2 separate regions of the Mus musculus genome follow, and region 1 is linked to region 2. The links are chromatin contacts, called in public Hi-C maps. All regions are on one chromosome and are shown on one strand. The core of a region is the stretch at or near the end of the contact, and the rest is flanking DNA. Distances in the headings are between cores, read along the strand shown.

Region 1 (3,304 bases), core at 9-2,508, 49 kb before region 2:
AGTGGGTTGCTGAGCCAGGGGCTGAGGAGTGAGTGTCAGCTGTCATCATTTCTCCCGACTTTTAAACAGTCCTATGACCCACCTCAGTGAGTCTGTTGGTAGTTGCTTCCAAGTTGTGTCTTCCGAGTTGGACCCTTTCCTCCGTTTAGAGCAGTTGAGTGTGCTGCCTCACTTACTGATATTCCTGTTCTTGGTTATGATTAATGGTTAACTCAGTTAACTTGTTTGTTTATTTTGAAATGCTCTGTTGAAGCTAAGGCTTTGAAACTGTAGCAAAGCCACTGCTAGAACAATACTATTTAAATAGGGAGGGGGGGTGGAGGGGGTGGTATTTAAAACATCAGTTTGATTTCTTTATGGAACTTAAATTAGCATCTCAAGTCTCTTCCTTCCTGGAGTAAAATGTTTGTCTTCAGCAGCAGTTGCTTGGAAGACAGACACTGGGCAGTTCTGGAATGACTTACTGACCTGAGGACTTGGCTCCCAATGGGCTTGTTTGGAGACCACAGGAACAAGTAAGACAAGTTCTGTGACCCAGTTGGAGGTGTGATTCATAGCTTGTTAACAGTTGGTACATTGGTCTCAAAGTTTAGACAGTGATGGCCTCATTTGCTCCTAAAGCAAGGGGAGTTCTGGAGACCTGTCCAGACAGAGCCTGGAGACAGCTGGGCAGGACGGAGCCTCTCCCCCATCCAACTCCCTGATCCCATTCAAGTTTAGTCTCAAATTAGCCAGAGAGATTCAGAGGCATGGTGAAACACTGTACTCTGTAAAGTTCTGTACTTGTCAACAGGTTTTCAGATTTTGGCTCTTCCATTATTAAGAATAGCATTGTGACAGTCACATGATCCTTGGTGGAGTGATGAGGATGGTAATGATGTAGTAAACTCCTAATGTCAATGGCCCAAGAAGACATTTTGACTCCATAGCAAAGTAGGAAAGCAGGAAACAAAGACAGCGCCAGTTCCTGGAAAGCCAGATGAAGAAATTACCACTTTTCTGCTTTTTATTGTAATAATTGATTGCTGCTTGTAAACTTATTAACTCTTTTATTTTATTTGGGGAAGAAAGGGGCAATTTGGCAAGTATAAAATCTAGTCATCTAGGCTATACTCATACTGACCTAGGACTTAATTACTCTCATAAAGTTCTAATGCCAAGTTCAGAGTTAGTTTTCATTTCACTCACGGTGCTGGAAGTAGACCCTGTGGCCTTGCTTATGTTAGCAGGTGTACCAGGATTGAGTCATACCCCCAACACAAAACTTGGTCAATCAGATGATCAATTGTTGATACTTTGCATGACCCCATCTAGCTATCACCCCATCTAGCTGTCAGTTTATGTTTGTATTTGTTTAAAATGCACTAGTTTTGCCATGAGCAAAGGTAGAGAAGTGGTCATCTATCTCCTGTGGTTCGAATCCTGCTCTTCTCTCCTGCCTCCCCGCACAGTGTGCATCTCTACGAATAGTGAGTCAAGCAGAACTGCAGACAGTGTCCTGGCGGCTTCATTCATTGAGTGCTGAAGACAGAGGGTCTTAGTTATGGCTTGACTTTTACAGATGGTTTTGTAGCTTCTTATAAGTGTTCCTTAAGTGTCCCCCTTTTCTCTTTATACTTGAACATGCACTCTTATCTAGAGGCTAGTGATCGTTTACTGTGCGGGCTGTTTGTGTTGGGGGAATCAGAGCTAAATGTGCTAAATCCTTTTTATCTTCACTGTAGTCATTTCAAGCACATGTGTCTTATACATTTTAATTTTAGCACTTTTATCTTTCCATTTGGAGCTAAGGATATAGCTCAGAAGATGGAGTGGTTGCCGACTGTGCACAAAAAAAAAAAAGCCCTGGGTTCAGTTTGCAGTACTGCATATGTTGGGCATGGTGGCACACAGGTGTGATTCCGGCACTTAGGAGACAGACTATTCAAGGAATTCAAGGCCAGCCTTAGCTACATAGTGAGTCCCAGACTACTGTGGGCCGCATAGGTCTCTGAAAACCTTATTTGGTGCCTGGCATATTTCTTTCCAAGTAGTGGATATTATACCTAGCAGGATTCCTAGGGCTCCTAGGAGCTCAGATGCTCCAATTCTGGGACAACTGTAGCAGACGAGTTCTGGTTCTGCAGGTCATGTGTGGGGGAAGCAGCTTGCTCTGGGAAGGTGGGACTCTGCATGCTTAGCAGTGTCATTGCACTTCACACCTGTGGTGAGACCATCCCCAACTGTTTTTCTCCTATAAGAACTCTGGCCAAAACAGGTCCCTAACTTAGTGTTTAATTTTCTAAAACCAGCTTTGAATATTTTTGAAACACTGATATTAAGTACTTTCTTGAAGACCAAACATGGTAGCATACATCTTTAATCCAGTACTGGGGAGTCAGAGTTAGGAGGAACTGTGCGCTCAAAAACCAGCCTGGTCTACATAGGGAGTTCCAGGCCACCAGTACACAGTACACAGTACAACTCTGTCTGCAAAGAAAATAAAAGATAAATAAACATGTTCTTTTAATTTTGAGTGACAAGCTTCTTCCATATTCCCTTGCCACTGATCTTGTTAATGACTCTGTCTTGATTTTTTTTGATGAGAAATTGAAATGTAATGTAAATGCATTAGCGTCTGGTGACCTGGGAGCTAAGTGACAGCATTGCAGTGAATAGTTTGCATCTTTTGTCACAGCTTAAGAGACACCTGATTTATGAAGGACAAGGTGTAAAGTAAGAGAGAGAAATAGTCATTTTGGGGACCTGTCTGAACCAAGCCTCTTTAATTTCCTCCTAAAGCAGTAACCAGTGAACCCAGGTAGTGACACCATCCTCAGAATTTTTACCTGGGGACATTCACATAGGTTATGTCTCAGTAACTACAGATTATCTCTAGTTACTACACTGATCAGTCAGTGCGCCTGTAGTAAGTGCCAGGAGAGCTGAGTGACGTTTTGAGGACCAAGCTTCACAAGGAGAATGCATATATATATATGATGCCAGCAACAGCACAGAATGCAGTGGGGACCATGGGTGCTCTTAGTTCCCTAACTCCTTCCTCCCCGCAGCAGCTTCAGATAGTTACCAGCATTCTGTACAGGAGTTTTAGTATCAGCTCCTGCCAGGCACCCCAGCTTTTGACAATTATTTTTGGGTCTGTGCTTTCTGTGTGGGTGGTTTTAACTAGGGGATTTAAACTTATTGTGTGTGCATTTGAGGGGGTCACCTTGCTGCACCCTTACCTCTTGCTTGGCTCCAGTTCAGCTTTTATTACCACAATATGTAGTTTATAAACATTCACATCCTTTCTTGTATTATCCAG
Region 2 (3,747 bases), core at 589-3,088:
CATCTTGGAGAAAGCATGACAAAGCACTTCCCAGAGCCCATCCCTTAAGCAGGAGATTACTCCTCATCCCTGAGATGCCTGTGAAGATGAGCTCCTCCCTTGCTTTGCAGCCTCTGGTCTGTGCTCCACTGGTGGGAGAAGGAGCCCCAGTGAGGCTGGTCCAAGCACAATGCCCAGTCACCTGCTCCTCCTTGTTTGTGGGCCTGGGGAATGGGTTCCTTAAGAAAGGGATTCAGCAAGTATGTGTACTGCAAGGACTGGATAGGCACTTTATAAGGAGGTAGGTCTCAGTTTTATTCTGCTAGAAAGGGAGAGCAAAGAAAGGAAGCTTGCTACCAGACCCCGTTGATGGTATGCTTGGAGTTCAAAGGCAAACTGAGACTCTTGATCTTTGGTTCCAGCTTTCTAGAGAAGATCTGGGGTGGAGTGCTGTGCTTCCCTGGTTCCAACACATGGCCCAAAGGCTGCTGCCCAGAGGACCTAGACAGGGGCTTCCAAAGTCTCTGCCATAGACTGGCCCTAAAGCCTGCACTGAGATTCCTAAAGCTGGTGGGCACTGCCTAGAATGAAGACCCTCTCGCACAGCAGTGAGCATAGGACATTGGCAGGCAGGAAGAAATGTGTACTTGAGAACTCTCATTAACCAGAGGAGGGAGCTGAGCAATAAGTCTCAAAGAGGGACAGCATATAGAATTGCAACCAAAGCTGTCATCTTAGAATTAAAATGAAATGGAAAAAAAAATCCCCAGCACCTTTCACCCTTTTTGCCAGGGTCAGAGTGGATAGGTAGCTGGTGCTCAGGGCACCCAGTGTTGAGGAGATGCTAGATGCTCTGGGTGGGCTTACTTATTCCTATGGCAGAGGATAACTCACTGGTGGCACTGTCTTGTTTTGATCCTTGAGAACATTGTCCTGTCCAGGCACAGACTACATGCAGGATAGCAAACACTTACTATGACTTAGTACCCACAAAATCTCACTGAAATCCTCTCTCCAGGCTCATGGGAGCCCAATGGTGAAGTCCCTTGTTTATGGTCAAGTAACTGGCATGTGCAGAAAACTGACACATGTGAAGAAGTAACTCTACTATCCGTGTGTGTGTGTGTGTGTATGTGTGTGTCCCCTAAGACAGAGGTCAAGCTGCTTGGAGTGTTATTTGTTTTTGAGACCGGGTATCTCTATTTTACCCGGACTGGCCAGCAAGCCCCAACAAGCCACCTGTCTCCACCTCCCCAGCTCTGGAATTACAAATTAGGGCTATTGCCCACCCAAGGCATTTTTATGAGGATTCTGGGAACTGAACTCTGTTTTTTCAAACCTGTAAACATCTTAGCGGTCATCTCCCTAGCTTTCAAAACAAGATCTTCTCTAAGAGACCTCTAGACCTAGGCGATCCTGGATTCTGTTGCTATGTTGGCTTACAAAAAGTGTTACGGGTTTGAAATCTAACAGCCTGAACGTAGAGTGGTGGCGACTCTGTCAAAATCTCTTTTTTCTGGCTGACTGTCCCTTGGGGAGGCCACTGGATACAAGCTGCGCTTCCATCACTAAGCCCTCGGAGGTCCGCAGCTTTCGTCCTAGGCTCCAGCGCCCTCACCTGGTGGCCACGGCTTGTCCCGGCGGCGGCTCTCGGGCTCAGGTCTGCGGCTCCCGGAGCGGCCGCCAGAGCCCGCCCGGGTCCAGCCCCGCAGGCCGCCCACCGCGGTGAGTGGGAGGACGCTGCCCAGAGACAGGGGTGGGACAGGGGGGACGGGATGAGTGCGGGCGCCGGGGGCTCTGGTGGGGAGGAGTCAGGCCCGGAAGGCGACTATAAAAAGCGTCGGCTCGGGCTGGCAGCTCCGAGCTAGCTACTAAGCCAGTGAGCGCGCGGAGTCGAGCGAGGAGCGCCTTCTGCGCTGAGTGGCAGTGGTCTGGTGCTGCTGGAGCACTGTGCCGAGTGAGGTCGGAATCTGCACCCCACTTTCCGCCAGCTCCCGTCCCACTTGCTTACGCTCAGGAGCTCAACGCGTGGGATCAGATACTAGACTACGGGATGCTGCACTCCAGATCCCCGAGGCGTGGCAGGGTCTCGGTCATCAACCTGAGGTAAGAGGACCGGAGCTAGGGCGCGAGGGCTGCTTGGGTTAAGCTATGGGGAGGAGAGGAGAGACCGGATCCCACATTCTCCCCTCTGTTAGGTAGAACGTTGCCCTCCATCAGTCTGATTGTCCAGCCTATTATTCTATGCTGTCTACCACTGTCTGTCTGTCTGTCTGTCTGTCTGTCTGCCTGCCTGCCTATCCATGAATATATTGGTGGGCACACGCCTCCGCCACGGTCCTTCGTCTCTGAAATCTTTACAAATGTCAGGTGTTGGGGACACCATCGTCCAGGAATGTATTCGACGGGAGGTGGATTTCTGTTTTGCTTAGTTTGTGCCCCTGTGAATGGCACCAGATGTTCACACAAACAACAGTGTCTAATCGAAGAGAGATGGCCCCTAGGCAGGTCTCGCAAGGAGCCCGGTGCAGGGAACGCGCTTACCGTGTGGCTAATGGTGAGCTTCGCAAGACTGTACCTTGTCGCTACCACGTAGGCAAGGTCTCCTGGGTTCCCTAACCTGCCTCTGCCCTCCCAGTGATACGCTGGCACCGGGCTGGAGGAGATGATCTGATGTTAGACGACCTCGGTGGCCTCTGCTGTTATTTAAACAAACACTAAGCCTGGCAGCGCTGCAGGGACATTTGGTGGCCCCTGGCAACAGACAGCATCTGCAAGAAGGGTCTCGCTAGATTGACAGAAAAACCAAGGTCTCCATAAGGCACAAGACTGAGTTGTCCACGGTTCTCAAGCTCTCCGCTCTGGTTCGGTGACATCTCGGAATGAACCCCAGAGAATCCTTGTGCTCTTGACCGAGCGTTGTGCCGGTGTTCCCCAAGACTGGACACTCTACCCGCCCCAGGTCTGAGGTTCTCAGTCCTGCTCCGAGCAGCCAACTCTGCCCACAGGTAAGACCTTCTCTTTAAAACCAAGCTTTTGATGTGAGAGCCACGGCTTGGCTGAAGCCTGTCCAGGAGACCGTGAGCCAGGGAGTCATTTCCATCTCCGCGGTCTGGAGAGGGACCCTAAGGCGCGCCCGCGGGCGGGGAATAGGCTGCTCCGCGTGCCCAGGCTCGGCGCCACCATGGACAGCTCCCAGCTACTTCCGCCACTCGGGGCCTGTGGCCCTGAGTCTGGTGTGTTCAGGCACCTCCCTCACTGATTAAGGTGTTCAGACACTAGGAAGGTAGAGAGGGACTAACAGTCTTGGGGACCTAGGCATTTTTTTCTGGAGGCACTAACCACTCAGGAGGGAGCCTACTTTGCCGGAGGCTGTGGTTTTCTACCAGGTCCCAGCAGAGCTTGCATCTTTTTCTGTGTAGCCCCTTGATGTCACTAGGGGCTTCCTTTATTCTTATGTGACAACATGGAGATCCCTCAGAGGTGAGACAGGTGTGAAACTTTTGTTCTATGACCCAGACAATGAGGTAAAAGTATATATAATTAGATACAGAACTAAACTGCTTTCAGTGCACGGTGTAAGGTCAGTTTTGTAAAATTAAACAATGTAATAATATGATAATGAATCAATACTTTAGTTTCACAGTTTATGAGAGAATGGAGAAAAAAAACACATTTAAAAAATTACGAAGGAAGTGTCTGAGTGGGTGTATAAAGCAGCCATGCTCTTTCTGATCCTAACAGTGTCCTCTAAAGCTGGACTCTTGA

What was found. A called contact is a pair of places that touch in the nucleus more often than the background predicts.
Region 1: a Hi-C map of liver shows a contact between it and region 2, with 1.9 times the contacts expected there. The contact joins the enhancer-like site here to the promoter of Cemip in region 2. A contact is called at or near these places in 9 of 39 promoter capture datasets (the 3T3-L1 cell line, embryonic stem cells, frontonasal cranial neural crest and 4 more), 2 of 15 datasets of contacts at CTCF or cohesin (the NIH/3T3 cell line and pro-B cells), 31 of 484 Hi-C or Micro-C datasets (the AML12 cell line, the AtT-20 cell line, the BV-2 cell line and 18 more), 7 of 115 datasets of contacts at active chromatin or transcription factors (CD8 T cells, bone marrow-derived dendritic cells, embryonic stem cells and 2 more) and 3 of 9 other capture datasets (embryonic stem cells, liver and pancreatic islet).

What each region holds. Positions count from the first base shown.
Region 1 is chr7:84,133,270-84,136,573 of GRCm38.p6, reverse strand. The region is part of intron 1 of Abhd17c (abhydrolase domain containing 17C); the gene reads left to right. Among named protein-coding and RNA genes, the nearest start is that of Abhd17c, 17 kb to the left of the region's middle. Within about 2 kb of position 1,258, at least 53 of the 459 cell types and tissues checked have an H3K27ac peak or open chromatin away from gene starts, as enhancers often do. A contact at or near this core is called in the AML12 cell line, liver and uterus, where this site is marked.
Region 2 is chr7:84,084,596-84,088,342 of GRCm38.p6, reverse strand. It overlaps Cemip (cell migration inducing protein, hyaluronan binding), which reads left to right and starts at 1,838. Exons shown (of 29, transcript NM_030728.4): 1 at 1,838-2,085.